Regions from separate parts of the Mus musculus genome. Here region 2 is linked to region 1. Evidence: chromatin contacts called from public HiChIP or PLAC-seq data. All regions are on one chromosome and are shown on one strand. The core of a region is the stretch at or near the end of the contact, and the rest is flanking DNA. Distances in the headings are between cores, read along the strand shown. Region 1 holds the start of Lag3 (lymphocyte-activation gene 3). Region 2 has its middle 5.3 kb from the start of Gm32673.

Evidence for each region. HiChIP or PLAC-seq counts read pairs in DNA pulled down with a chosen protein or histone mark.
Region 2: a contact with region 1 is called in an H3K27ac HiChIP or PLAC-seq map of embryonic stem cells, with 6 read pairs. The contact joins the enhancer-like site here to the promoter of Lag3 in region 1. A contact is called at or near these places in 1 of 484 Hi-C or Micro-C datasets (the N1E-115 cell line) and 4 of 115 datasets of contacts at active chromatin or transcription factors (bone marrow-derived macrophages, embryonic stem cells, extraembryonic endoderm stem cells and 1 more).

What each region holds. Positions count from the first base shown.
Region 1 is chr6:124,910,222-124,913,205 of GRCm38.p6, forward strand. Lag3 (lymphocyte-activation gene 3) reads right to left here and starts at 1,484. Exons shown (of 8, transcript NM_008479.2): 1 at 1,073-1,484; 2 at 543-690; 3 at 1-175. The coding sequence starts at 1,130.
Region 2 is chr6:125,424,095-125,427,078 of GRCm38.p6, forward strand. No RefSeq gene overlaps it. Among named protein-coding and RNA genes, the nearest start is that of Gm32673, 5.3 kb to the right of the region's middle. Within about 2 kb of position 1,462, at least 359 of the 459 cell types and tissues checked have an H3K27ac peak or open chromatin away from gene starts, as enhancers often do. A contact at or near this core is called in the N1E-115 cell line, bone marrow-derived macrophages, embryonic stem cells and 2 more, where this site is marked.

The sequences.
Region 1 (2,984 bases), core at 234-2,733:
GTCCCCGCGCTGGAGGCCGCGCTCCTCCAGCTGCACGTGGGGATGCAGGGGCTGCCTCCCGCTGCGCAGGCCTCCTGGAGCCACGCTCAGCACCGTGTAGCGACCGGGTGCGGGTTGTCTAGGCGAGGGCATCCCCTGGTGAAGGTCAAGGGCCGGGATGGGAGTGGGTTGGCCACTGGTTGGGGAGAGAGAATAGGATTGAGAAATTTGATAAGGCCACGAAGAAGATGCACTCAAGCATGCTTTGAGGATAAAGTTAACCTGCCTAAGAGACCTCTTGACCGTCAGCAGCCTCCCCTCTCCCCCATAACTACCCCTGTCCCCACTTCCGTTGGTCTTCAGCACTATCTGCTACTGGAGAGGTGGGGCACTACAGGATGCCGGTGTGTGGGGAGCAATCCACAGGAAGGCTGTGTGGTTTTAGAGGACACTGAGCTACTGGCTTTAGAGGGGCTCACAAAGAGGACAAAACTGGCTTGGACAGGGTTTTATCCATTAGGACAGGATTGGGAGGTTCTGTTGTTCAACTTTGGAGTTCATACCTGTCTGGTTGATGTTGCCAGATAACCCCTCCTCTTCGTAGAAAGTTAGGATCCAGGTTGGGGGATTTGAGGCTGCAGGGAAGATGGACGGGAGCTCCCTCCTGGGCCCACACCACGGGGAGCTCTTTCCCAGGCCCTGAAGACACAACTAGTGGAACAAAAGAGAGGCCAAGGGCATTGAGCCAAGAGATTGGAGAATAGAGAAATGCCCTGGCTTTCCTAAGAAAGAAACATCATGCCTCCCTGTTGAAGGGAGGCTGAGGCAGCTTTGGGATCTGCCCTTATACAAAGTGATGGTGCACGCCTCTAATCCCAGCACTGGGGAGGCAGAGGCAAGTGGATCACTATAAATTCAAGGCCAGCCTGGTCATCAGAGCCAGTCCCAGGACAGCCAGGGCAACACAAAGAAACCCTGTCTCAAAACACACACACACACACACACACACACCCCTCCCCTCAACAAAAGCATTGGAATATCACCACAGCTAAAGAGACAGCCATAGAGGTCCCTGCTGGACTCTCCACCTTACCTGGAGCTTCCCAAAGCAGTCCCAGAAGCAAAAAGCCAAGGAGCAGGTCCTCCCTCATCTCCTCTATGGCCCGGGCCTCCCCAGCCCTCCAAGGGAGGTTAGAAAAAGGTCCTGGGAGGAGAGAGAGACAGACAGACAGACAGACACACACACACACACAGAGAGAGAGAGAGAGAGAGAGAGAGAGAGAGAGAGAGAGAGAGAGAAGTTCTACAAGGAGGAGGTGAGGCGGAGGGAAAGAATGTAGGGTGAAGAGGACGCCCCAGGAGTGGGGACTGGAGACAGCAGGATGGATAATGATCAGAGGCCCGGGCTGGGACCCAGAGCAGAGTGCAGGCAAACCCACTGCAGCTAGCTAGAACTTGAGCTGCTCCTCCAGACCCAGTCCTTCTGCTTCTCCTCCCCACTGCCCGCCCCCCCAGACCAAGGCGCGGGGTTTCGCTTCGCAGTGGAAAGTGTGAGGGGGCTGATTCCCAGCAGCCGAGCCCTCCTCTCGGTGGTGGCACTCCCCTTGTTTACTTCCTCAGACTCGGGTCTCCCTACCGCCCCCTCTTCACCTCTTCCCCCTCTGTCTCCTCTCTCTCTCTCTCTCTCTCTCTCTCTCTCTCTCTCTCTCTCTCTCTCTGCCAAGCATTTCTGCCTAGAACTACAGCTGTATCTTTAAGCTTCCTCTACTGTCCCCACAGTTTCTTCTTGACTTGCTCTTTCCCATTAACACTGAAAAAAAAAAAAAAAAAAGCCACTGTCCTACAGTCTGCCTGCCTAGCCTTTCAGCATCTCTTGGACAGGTACTCAAGAAGTGTCACCATACCACAAGTTACCAGATCTGGGTAAGGGCTCAGTGGAAAAGTATAGTAGCCACACGGTGTTAACCTTCATTCTATGCTACATATAACTGTATTATACATTTTCCGTAAAGCAACTTGTGAAACTTGATGCGCGCCCCTTTTTGTACAGATTTCGGGACTTGAGGCTCACAGGCATTAAATAACTTGCCAACATTAGGAAGCATGAAGGCAAAAGCTGTCTAGTCCTTAACCCTACTTGCATTATGGGATGGCCTTTCATCTTCTAGGAAGATGACACTGAGAAACTTGGTTTTATGTGTGTGTGTGGGGGGGGGGGGGAGTTCGAGACAGGGTTTCTCTGTGTATTCCGGCTGTCTTGAAACTCACTTTGTAGACCAGGCTGGCCTTGAACTCAGAAATGCGCCTGCCTCTGCCTCCTGAGTGCTGGGATTAAAGGCATGCACCACCTACCACATTCGGCTGGGAAACTTGTTTTAGATGTCTACTTTTATTTATGTGTCTGTATACATAAATTCCCCACCCTGTGTGAATGCTCAGAGGCCTGAAGAGGGTGTCAGATTCCTTGGAACTGGAGTTACAGGTGTTTTGGGAGCCGCCCCATCTGGATGCTCGACATCAAACCTAGGTCTTCTTGAAAGGCAACAAGCACTCATAACTGCAGAACGGCCTTTCCAGCCCTGACAATAGGATGTTTTCCTGTCTTCAAAACCTCCCTCCTCCCCAAGATTCTGTACTTTAAGAAAAAAATGAAGGCAAGGGTCTATGGAGATGGAATAATGCAGGAATCTTATAGCAAGGAAAACTCAAGAGAGACCAAGGTGTCAGCAACAGTGGCATGTGTAAGTCAAGATTTTGGAAGGTGGGGTGAATTGAAGCTGGCTTGCTTGGGCCCATGAGTTCAGGGTCATCCCTGGCTACAAAGTAGATGCTATGCCAACAAAATGAAACTTAAAATAAAAAGGGAAAAAGACCTTTAATCCCAGTACTTACTAGGCAGAGGCAGGTGGCTTTATGTGAATTTCAGACCAGCCAGGGCTGCGTAGTAAGACTATAAAACAAGAGGAACTGAGGCAGGCTAGAGGAACCCAACAACCTTTGCTCCC
Region 2 (2,984 bases), core at 212-2,711, 510 kb after region 1:
CAGGATAACAAAGACAGATGTGAACCACTACATCTGGCTCTGTTCTTTTGTTTCTGGTGTGTGTGTGTGTGTGTGTGTGTGTGTGTGTGCTGCTGTGACGGAACCCCCAGTGTACCCCCACTGAGCTAGGAGATCAACCTCAAGGCTCCTCTTCTGGGGGACAATCTCCCTCTGTGGCCTTCAGGAGAAGGCAGGCATCTGGGATTTGCCTGCCAAGGGGGAAGTGCTCCCCACTGCCTCTGAGGTCTGAGCTCTGTGACTCACAGCCATTGAAATTTGATGGTGTTGATCCAGAGCTGGCTTTTTCCAGCTTGTTCTGAAGGCAGCCTCCTGCAGGTTTCACTCACATGACCGGCTCCCCTTTTCCTTGTAAACTAAGCCATTCTGCTTTTTCCATGGCACTAAAAATCTTCCCAGGTCGGCTTCTCAAGGATCCAGACATCCTCCATTTGATTTTTCTTATTTTCATTCTTTAAGATTTTGACATTCTTGGAGTAATGCAGGCAAGGCACCCACCAACCCTGGTGTGTTTATAAAAACATAAAAAGAGGGGTATGCCGGGCGTGGTGGCGCACGCCTTTAATCCTAGCACTCGGGAGGCAGAGGCAGGCGGATTTCTGAGTTCGAGGCCAGCCTGGTCTACAGAGTGAGTTCCAGGGCAGCCAGGGCTATACAGAGAAACCCTGTCTCGAAAAACAAAACAAAACAAAAAAGAGGGGGTATATATTCTATGGGGGCGTGGTGAGGTATGGGGGGGGGAAGGAGGTTCCTCCGCGGGCCCATGCTGAGGCATCCCCTTCCCCGAGGGACCAGCCACACAAAGGTATAGTATAGAATAGAGTTTATTCAGGGTATGGGGAGGGGAGTTAAGAGGGTAGTAGAGGCAGAGAAAGGCAGAGAGAGGGAGAATAGAAGAGTAGAGGCTGGCCATGAGCACATGGAGAGATGGGGAAGGGAAGAACAAGGTAGCAAGAGAGGAACAAGGAGGGAGAAAGGGGCAAGCAGTGGGTCAGGCCTACCTGGCTATTGACAGGTAACTGTGGGGCGGAGCTTAGACAGAACGCTAACAGACCCCTTCCTGAAGTCCTCTCTCGCCCCAGAGATGCGGCATGGGGCGGTCGCATCAGGTTTGAAGCTCTTTTCTCCTGCAGGCAAGCTCAGTAATCCAGGCTCTTTGCTGTGTAGTTTATGCTGCTTTAGCATCTGCAATCCTGCCTCAGGCTACTCTGTGGTGGTGCGATCATAGGTTTCCCCGCTATGCCTACGACGGTTGTTTAGGACATCTGGGCTCCTTGCGTGTACAGGAGCTCAAACCGGTCATTGAATCTCAAGACAGTCACCCTCCTGGGCACTGAAAAGACAGTGTGTGGGAAACCAGAAACCACTCACCAGCCTCTCGCTTCCTAGGGGCCAGTGGGGTGGGTGGAGGGGGTGGGGCTAGGGAAGTGGGAGGTGCTTAGGTTTGTTATGGATGTCACTGCTACCCAAAGGGTGGGTTAGTGACTCATAGCTGCTGGAGCCTACAGGTGGGGTTGAGTGAGTCACTTTTATTCCTCAAGGGAGGGCCGAGGTGGGATGGAATGGAGGGGACCACGGAGTTGGAAAGAAATGAGGGATTTATATCTGAGAATTGGAGCTGTAAGACCTTGAGAAACGAACCTTCATTTCCTGTTAGCTGACCTGTCCGTGGGAAATGATCCCTACACTCCACATTATTGTGGAATTAAATGAAAGTGTTGCTTACACAACTGAGTGTGTACTGGGCATGGTGACTCACTCCTTTACCCAGCACTGTGATCTCTGTGAGTTCAAGGCCAGCCTGGTCTACAAAGCAAGTTCCATTTCAGCAGGGCTGTCACACAGAGAAACCCTGTCTCAAAAATAACAACAACAATAACATAAAAAAATCCACCATAAACCAAGAAACAAACTACAAATAGCGGTAGTGCCATCGCTTAAATCTTCATTTAGTTCCTGAAAACAGGCAGGGTAATAATATCTACTTCCTTTAGAGATTAAGGGCATTAAATAACGTATGCAAACTCTCTGCACAATGGTATTGGGTAAACGTTGTCCATTTTCATCAGCTGGGGGGGGGGGGTGTCACTGGTTTGTCAATGAATTCTCTGCTGTCTTAAGACCAAAAGGAGAAATGAGTCTGAGGGGTGACAATTAGGCTGCATTAGGTTGGGACCAGGCCAGCAATCCACTTGCGCCCGAATTGTGAGCCTACTAGGTGCTCACATGCTCATATTTGGTGTCACGCCTCCACAGAGGGCTCGAAAGAGATGAAAACCAACTGATAAGGAAGTGTTTGTGCTTGCCTCCTTCCTTTGAACCTCAAATTTATCTAAATAGAGATCTAACTTGGAACCAGGGTCCCAGGTTGCGCTTTCTGATGTGGCCTCCAGGGGGCGCATCCCCTTTGGGGCGCTCTGTGTGGCCGTGGAAGCTGCGGTGACTGTCGGAGGCAGGAGGATGAGTCAGCCTCCGAGGCTTCCGGCGTCCATTGGGTCCTGCTGCCCGCTCGGCCGCGCCCTGCCCGCGGGCTCCCGCCCGAGTCACCCTCTGGTATGGACCTGCAGCTCTGCAGGAGCTCAGGCCTTCCTTGCTGCCTGGGGGCAATATGGCCAGCCCTCTGGAGTGGTGGGCTTCCCGCGGGCGTGTGACCCCTCTCTCCACAGGGCCAGGGATTGCTTCCCTGCCCAAGTTCCAGGGCTTCAGGGCCCCGGGGCTGGCATGGGATGTGCTAGGACTGGGCAGCAGGAGGGACATCACGGAGGAAAATTTGCCACTATTCTCCACTTGGGGAGCCATGGAGCCTGGCCAGTTCCTCTGGATCCCCAAGAGTGTTCTCCCTCTGCTTAAAGTCAGAAAGAACAGACACCCCACCCCCACCCCCACCCCCCCACCCCCACCCCCGCGCTCCCATGCCCCTAGCCCTTTCCCTTGGCTTCTAGCTACAGATTTAGAACAGGGCTTGA